2 separate regions of the Zea mays genome follow, and region 1 is linked to region 2. Evidence: chromatin contacts called from public Hi-C data. All regions are on one chromosome and are shown on one strand. Each heading gives the region's core, a stretch centred on a gene start, on an enhancer-like site or on the middle of the called end of the contact. The rest is flanking DNA. Distances are from core to core; before and after follow the strand shown. Region 1 holds the start of LOC100381406 (putative leucine-rich repeat receptor-like protein kinase family protein). Region 2 holds the start of LOC103653317.

The links. Hi-C and Micro-C count contacts between places; a contact is called where the count stands out from the background.
Region 1: a contact with region 2 is called in a Hi-C map of tassel, with 2.3 times the contacts expected there. The contact joins the promoter of LOC100381406 here to the promoter of LOC103653317 in region 2. A contact is called at or near these places in 2 of 25 Hi-C or Micro-C datasets (ear and tassel).

Annotation. Positions count from the first base shown.
Region 1 is chr4:64,407,784-64,412,001 of Zm-B73-REFERENCE-NAM-5.0, forward strand. LOC100381406 (putative leucine-rich repeat receptor-like protein kinase family protein) reads right to left here and starts at 2,876. Exons shown (of 3, transcript NM_001320806.1): 1 at 2,636-2,876; 2 at 1-1,662. The coding sequence starts at 1,655.
Region 2 is chr4:63,545,517-63,550,115 of Zm-B73-REFERENCE-NAM-5.0, forward strand. It overlaps LOC103653317, which reads right to left and starts at 2,749. Exons shown (of 10, transcript XM_008680251.3): 1 at 2,486-2,749; 2 at 2,224-2,394; 3 at 1,799-2,094; 4 at 1,528-1,702; 5 at 700-777; 6 at 558-582; 7 at 20-102. The coding sequence starts at 2,073.

The sequences.
Region 1 (4,218 bases), core at 1,626-4,125, 860 kb after region 2:
TGTGAGAGGTCAAGCCTTTTCAGATTCACCAACTTTCCAATTTCTGGTGGTATTGCCCCAAAAATATTGTTCTCTGACCAGTTTATCTCAGCAATTTTTACACACCTGCTGAAACTTGATGGTATGTTACCACTCAAGGAATTGTGGCTCAGATCCATATAACTTAGATTTGCACAGTTTATAAATTGCGGAATAGACCCAACAAGGTTATTGTTTTCGACAATGACTCGCTCCAGACTTGGGCAGTCCAGAACACTGGATGGGATGCTACCGTTGAGATGATTAAACCCCAAGTCCAAAATTCTCAATGCTTTTCCTGAACAAATGTTTGGTGGGATACCACCAACAAAACTGTTATTTGTGAAATCTATCTGGACCAAGGGGCTATTAACACCCAGCTCCTGTGGTATGACTCCAGTGAAGAAATTATCAAACAGTGTGATGTTCTTTAGGGACTTCAGCTCAGCTAACACTGAAGGTAGCCTCCCTGTGAATTTGTTGCTATAAAGAAGGACACTCTCGAGGGTTTGGATACTCCAAATACTCTCAGGGAAGTCTCCCATGAGGTGATTCTCGAAAAGAAAGAGCTTTGACAAATACCTTAAATTTGCAAATTCTTCAGGAACAGTGCCCTCCAGCTGATTTGCATCTAGCTCTAGCCACTGCAGCAACCGACAGTTACCAATCTCAGGTGGGATCAGCCCAGTCAGGGAGTTCTGTGAAAGTAAAAGATACGTGAGGTTGCTGAATAAGCCTATAAAATTTGGAATTTTGCCAGACAGACTATTATTGACAAATCCAAGTTGTTGCAAGCTCCTGCAATTCCCTAGCCATGACGGAATTTCACCCTTTATATTATTGAATGACAAGATGAATATTTCCAGCTTGCAGTTCTCAAAACTGAAAGAGATCTCGCCCGTGAAACTATTGGCAGTGGCATCAAAAACCTTGAGGCCTTCGATCTTACTCAAGGTTTCTGGAATACTGCCACTCAGTTGATTATGGAGTAGATACAGCTCCTCCAACTTGGTGCAGTTGCCAATTGAACTGGGCAAAACTCCGGACAACATATTTTCGTGCAACCACAATGACTTAAGGCTTGTCATTTCACCAACCGAGAAGGGTATCCAACCACTGAGCTGATTTCCATGTAGGTACACTTGCTCCAGAAACTGGTTCTTGAACAACTCCTCTGGTATTGTTCCATGGAAAGAGTTGTAGTACAGCGACAGTGATGACAATTTCTTGAGGCTGCCCATTGATGCCGGTATATTGCCAGAAAGCAAGTTTTGGGACAGATCCAATTGTTCAAGCATACTGCAGTTGCCCAATTCTAGAGGGATCAAACCAGATATGTTGTTAGCAGATAAAATGAGAACCTGCAGGTATTTCAGACGCCCTATTTCAGGTCCTATAAAACCTGAGACCTCTGATGACGATAGGTCGAGAGAAATCACTCTGTTCCTTCCATTGCAGCCAACACCGTTCCATGTACAAGGAGTTGCATCAGAAGCACTCCAGTTGGTCCTTATGAAACTTGGTAGTATTAGGGTTTTGGACAGAGCAAGAAGAGCTAGGCCATCTGAACTCATACCCTGTGATGTTGAAAGCAACACGAAGAATAGAAAAATCCAATGCCAGAAAACCAGCTTCATCTTGTTCCTAGAAATTTTGCATAGAAGTCAGCAACAAATATTTTTTTTGTCACCAATGTACAAGTAGTTCAACGCACAATCAAAATAGGGATTGCATGTGTCGTAGCAAAGGCACAGGGTACCAAAGATACGAGGATATCACTGTAGAGTAGAGTATGCCTACTAAGTCGACTAGTCGTGATACCGGTAGAAGTTAAATTCCACCTACCGGTTCTTCACTAATAAGGCATGTCTTTCGGCTGACAACACGTATGAGCAGTCGTCATCAACCAAAATTGCAACGTCCTAGAAGAATTTGGTGAAACTACAAGATACTGATTTTCCCCAATAAAACTTGGTAGAGAAATCCTTTTGTAACATTAACAATGTTGAAGGAAGCCCCGCCTACTGCTAGAAATCCTTTTGTAACACATGCACACCATGTTTTTTTCCTGAAAGGTGTCAGAGATTGAGTTTATGATGAGCTTGAGAAGATACGACAAGGCCGATCTTCTGTTCAACATAAGCCATTCTAATCGACGAGATGGGATCCGAACCACCACATGGGCTGATGAGAACCTCGATTTTTTTTATTTAAAAAAAACGGGCACCTCGATTGCAATTGCTCCTCCTCCGAAGCCGAATGAGTCCTACCTAACAAGCGAAGACCTAAGAAGCTTCCTAGGCACCGCAGAAACATTCCTGGGCGGAATCGGCACCCAGGAAAGCTCATTTCAGTGGGCTACAACTCAAACAGCCATCGGTTCTGCTTCGTTGCTGAAGCACACTCTCCAAATTTGAGAGCCCGCGCTGCAGATGCGGGCAAAGAAAATGCGAGGGCAACAGACCAGACGGCAGGAACGGAACGAACGGTAGCGGCGGACGGCGGTTGCTCGGGGTCAAACAACAAGCAACACACAACAGGAAGTAGTACAGGCGGAAACTGCTCGACCCGGAGCACACTGCACACAGGGGGAAGGAAGCGAATGAGCGGCGCTTACCAGAGAGGCGGAGGCGGCAACTCGGAGCCCGCGGGCGAGAGGATCCTGGGAGGCACTGCTCTAGTTTCCACTAGCACCAGAAGGAAGCATCCATGGGGGACGAGAGGAAAGAGCACCGGCAGCGCGGTGGACAGTTGGCGAAGGAGGCACGAACGAGAAGCCGTTTCAGACAGGCGCGCCGCCTGCCTTTTTGGAGCGCGTCCAGCGGTTGGGCACCCGTTCACACGGTATACCGGGGGCCGCGGGCGAGGGTGCAGTCGACAGACGCCACGTATGTCCCCGGTTGGTTGCTGCCTGTGTGTGGCCTCCGGTCCGGGCCGTGAGCCCGTGAGTGAGTTTTTGAATTTCGCTTCAGGCTGGCGGCAACTTTTCTAATCGTGATTTAGGTGGGTGGGTGCCAAATAAATTCACCACTCGGCATTTTCACTAAAAAAAATAACCAAAGGTTCTAGCGACGGATGTTTTCTAATCGTTTATCACGTGGACGTGCTAGTTATTTATTCTGTCCGGTTTTCAATTAATTGTCGTTTAGAACGAAGACACGGTCTTTAAAATATAACTTTAACTAATGTTTTTTTTTAAAATACAAATAAACTTTTAATATATTTATACTTTTATAAAAAAATATTTGTTATTACAAATTAGTACATATAAATATTAGGTTTCAAAATTAAATAATAAAATAGTTGTTTGTAGTCAAATTTTATAAGTTTGACTTGTCCAAAACGACAAACACCAGATGAAGTAGTCAGCAGCCACGTTGTTAGCCTTTCCTCATCACTAGCATTCTTAACGACAGGGGTTTCCGTGCAGGTCAGGTCAGTTCGTCTTTTATTGTACTCACCCGGTCCACAAAATAATAAAATCATGGCATTTGTGTCGCTTAAAATGGTTCAAGCGTAACCAAATTTATAATAAATAGTATTCACGTTTTAATCCCAACCTATTTCTTATGAAACATATTTTATAGTTAATCTAATGATATTTATTTTGTATTGTAGATATTAGTATTTTTTATATAACGTCGCTGAAACTTTAGTGGGTGTTTGGTTTAAAGAATCACTACATCCAAATTTAGGTGGTGCATCATGGGTTCAATCCTCAAATTTGATGGGATGACACCATTTCTCATATTAGTAATAACTAACTAACTATGAGAAATGAGTTGGTGATGATCAACTCATTTCATTTCACAAAAGAAACAAAAATAATAAGTAGTAAGAAGATAATGGATTAGATCATTTCCTCAAACCAAACACTCTATTAAAATATCTGGTTCCTTTAGATGCGAGAACTATATTCTTTTCTAGATAGACAACACTGCTTATTTAGATGCAGCAAAGCTTACTATCTCGACGCATATCCCTTACTCGACATCGACTAATAATATACGCAGCCTATGAGCAGAATCAGAGAAAACGATACAAATATTATTGTATGGAACAAGTGATGGCTGATAGTATCTGTTTTGATCTTCTCTTTAATTAGCAAAAAATCAAGAACAAAATATAGTAATATTTAATGATCTGATCGAATAAACCGTTCTATCAAATCTCTATTTTTACAAACAAGTGCCAACCGAC
Region 2 (4,599 bases), core at 1,499-3,998:
ATTGAGAAAGCAAACATACATTTTTTTGTCTTTTTCTGAACACCAATCTTCGAAGATTCATAAAACAGGCTTCAGTTGACAATGAGATGATGACAAGCACTTCTATTTGGATGTGAGAAAAATTCAAGACAAACAAGTGAGGGATGGAGTTCAGGTCAGTCGAGGGTGGGGTTTCAGAAAAAAAAATAGACATACATGACCCCCTCCCTCACAGAAACCAATGACAATGCACACGTAACAGCCCTAAAAAAAGCAGAGGTCACAACTGTATTTCAGGTCAGTCAAGGGATGGAGTTTTAGAAAAAATAGTCAACATACATGTCCCCCTTGCAGTAACCAAAAACAAATGCATCATAGAACATAATGAGAGGTTCATAAAACAATATATTTCGACTTTATATAAACAATAGCCAGCGAGACAAGGATCAGGACTTCTTAATGACTAAGGTCTCTGCAGTCTGCAAACACTTAGCCTACATGTTGAAGTGGATTCGGTGCATGTTATCTCAACTAATGATATAGACGTACAAAAAAGCTCCCATGACCAAGCACCATACCTGGAGACCATACCCACGACACGTTCTGCCAGCAGCATAGCAAAAAATAACAACAATAGAAAAAAATAACAGAATCATTAGACAAAACATAGCAAAAAAACAAACAAACAAAACATAGCCAACAAAAACAAATGCATCATACCTGGAGACCTGGAGACACGTACAAAAAAAAGCTCCCATGACCAAGCACCATACCTGGAGACCATACCCACGACACGTTCTGCCAGCAGCATAGCAAAAAAATAACAACAGCAGAAAAAAGAACAGAATCATTAGACAAAACATAGCAAAAAAACAAGCATAGCCAAAAAACAAACAAAACAGCAACGACAAACAAAAAAAAGAAACATTACATGTCCCCCTTGCAGTAACCAAAAACAAATGCATCATAGAACATAATGAGAGGTTCATAAAACAATATATTTCGACTTTGTATAAACAAGAGCCAACGAGACAAGGATTAGGACTTCTTAATGACGAAGGTCTCTCCCGTCTGCAAACACTTAGCCTACATGTTGAAGTGGATTCAGTGCATTTAATCTCAACCAATGATAGACACGTACAAAAAAAGCTCCCATGACCAAGCACCATACCCACGACACGTTCTACCAGCAGCATGGCAAAAAAAAATAACAACAACAGAAAAAAAAACAGAATCATTAGACAAAACATAGCAAAAAAACAAACAAAACATAGCCAACAAAAAACAAACAAAACAACAACGACAGACAAAAAAGAAACATTAGACAAAACATAGCCAACAAAAAACAAAAATCCAAAAAACTGCATAGCAAAAAAACAACATCGGGCACTAAAAATAAACATTAGACAAACATAGCAAAAAACAAAAAATAAATAAAAAATATAAACAACAACAGCCTTGGATACAAAAACACTGATACAAAAAAATCATGCAAATAAAAAAACATCATATATTGCATGTGGGAAAAAATGAGTTGAAAAAAATTACCCCAACTTTGGGATAAAAGAAATGTTTCTTTGACATCCTTGGATGAACATCTTCAAAATGTTTTTGGCAGAACCCAGCAATAAAAAAGTTGTCGCAATGTCCATTGGGTTCTATTGACAGTCCAAAATATTCCCAATTTATAGTGGTGGTTTTTGAAAACCGAACTGCAACAAAACTACACAAAAATGGGTTTATTATAAAGCTTGAAGTATATGAAGAGAAAATATACTAAATAATCAAGCATTGGAATAAGAATACAAGATACACTTACTCTTTCCATTGGCTACGCCCCATGCCACAAAGGATATAATAATATCGCAATTGTACAACAGAACATGGTAAAGGGACACTAGGATGTTGGGCTTGTAACCGATTTTCACCAATATACTGAATATCACTTTTGACTAAATTTGCCACTTCTAGTTGATATCCCAACAAATTTCCCCTAGCTTCTGGATCATTGAATATATTCCTATCATTGTACATTTGGTCAACTATAGCTGTTGATTTAGATCTTCTACTGCCATATAAACTAGCACCAACCATTTCACCAGCAACATTGTGAACCTGGATAAAAAATGGGAGAACATAACATGGGTTTTAGGATATAAAATTAAAAAATTAAAAGAATGGAGATAACAACAAACACAAAAACAGACCACATGGGGGAGTGTAGCAAGAAAAATAAAATATCACCTCCTGAACCGCTCTCACATGATCGTCAATAACAATAACATCTTGATTTTTGCCACTTATCCCTTCGAACTTCCTAGGCCTTTCTGTTGAGTTCAGTGTTGAAAGATTACATGTTAATGTTGGCTCAAAGAATGTGTCATTCACTGGAGGAACTGCCCCAGCAACATGAGACTGACATAGAGGACAAAAAGGAAATACATATAAGTAAAAAATAGGAACTCTGCTAACCAAAAAGAACAGTGAAAAAAGGCATATAGCAGACCTTTTGAGCATGAGAAACTAGCACAGAAACAACCTTATCTGGTACATCAGTGTTGGCTACTGCTGCTGTTGCACTTTCAGGACACAACTCAATAAGGCTTCTAGAGGAATTTGCATGTGACTTAATTAAAGGTTGTAATACAACATTGGGAGGAGTAGGATGAACACCATGGGTGCATGTAGGCAAAATAGAATGACCTAACCCGATTGGAATGACATCTGACCCATGTGGACATATAGCACTAGCAGGTGCAGTATTTTTTTGTGGTCACTTTCATCATCTGAAATGTGGAGGTCAAAAAGACCCACAGGTGAGAAGAGGCTTGTACGTGGAAAGCGACCCAACTTGTCAGTTTTGGAGAAATGGAATCGCTTGTTGAGTGGATGAACACGCTCTACAATAAAAATTTAAGGAAAAATATACATACATCAGATTAGGATAGATTTTACATGACAACCAAAAATAGTGCAATAATAACCCACCAATATAAGATACTAAACATGAAACCACAAACAAAAAAAGGCAAATAAAAAAGGGATAAACATACAAAAAGACTAGGATGAATACTACAAGACAACGATACCAAAAACTATGCATAAAAATTCGCCTACAATCTCTAAAATAGCAAATTTCTACATCCCACACATATAAATTGTCATCCTGCACATAAAATGCATTTGTTTGTGGCCAGCAGCTAGCAGGCTATGAGCAAAAACAAAGGTTCATGTGGTAGGGCAGTGACTGCTGGAAATTAAATATAGTTTCATGTTCAACATATTAAAAGCACAAAAAACATCTAGATGGATTTTAAAAATGCTATGAACACACACAATAAAAAAAATCAGCATATAATATAGAGTCTAGATGCATTAAACAATAAAGTGCATGGAACCAAAAAAGACAAATGGAGATTAAAACGCTAACCCGCTGGGGGCTTCACAGAAGTTGCAGTATTTGCATCCGACCTATAAACGACTGGTGTGTTGATGTGTTCAGATGTATGGGCACTGTTACCAGAGGATTGCTAGTACCCACACCAAGACCTTTTCCCATCAGATGACTCAACAAAGTCTGCAACAACGACTTTCTCATCCGACTTAACAATAGCTGGTTGTACATTGATATCAGTATGGGTGTATTTCTCATCTGCTTAACAGCCATAGTTTTCACTAGAGGGTTCATGGAATTCAAAATCTCCTGATGCTTGATAGACATTGCTTCAACCATAATTTTCACAGAATCGACTATAGCTTCAATACACATTGTCTTGCAAACCGAACAACAACCCTTGAACTTGTCGCACATAACTTGGCAAATACTGTCAATACGTTGGACATCCACTAATTGGCCAAAATCAACTAATACCTTTTCCTTCAAAAAATTGAAATCGTCCTGAAACTGTTTCTCTGCTTCAATTAGCACCTTCTCTCTGTAGGCAGCTCTCTATATAAAAAAATAAAAAAATGAATAACAAATATAGAAAAAAATTTGAGGCAACAACCAAATGAAAAAACTGAAGATAAAAATATACAATGGCGAACTAATACAGAAAAAAGATGATCAAGAACAAACAACCTGAGCCTTACAAAGGAGTAGAAGAAATGGGTAGGGGGGAGAGCTCGCCGGCAAACAGCAGCATCGTCGTGGGAAGCTCCGTTCGACACTCTATCTCACGCCTTCCATAAGGGGATGGGGAAAGTGAAGAGGTGCGATACCTAGAAAAATCAAAACAGTAAACTCCTACTATGCCAATATGGCCCACTGGTCAACAGCAAAAACTGTGGATGTATCACATAATTATAAATGACTACTTTAACTCAACAACTCAGCACCGCTCGACTCTAGCCACGATGTGAAACAACAAATTCAGCCCCTCAGATCCTCACAGAACCGACCACGCATCCTATACTCCGGCAAGGTCCAAATGCCAGCCTCAACTAACCAGTTGCCAGTGACAGGGAGACAAAAGACTTGAAACAAAGGAAGAGCTCCCTCACCAGATCGACCGTGTCAACACGAGCTGGAGCACCATCGCTACAGGTTGGAACTGAAAACGTCATTGAACTATCCCCGCCACCACACATCGCGTTGGGAGTTCGACCTCCTTCGACACA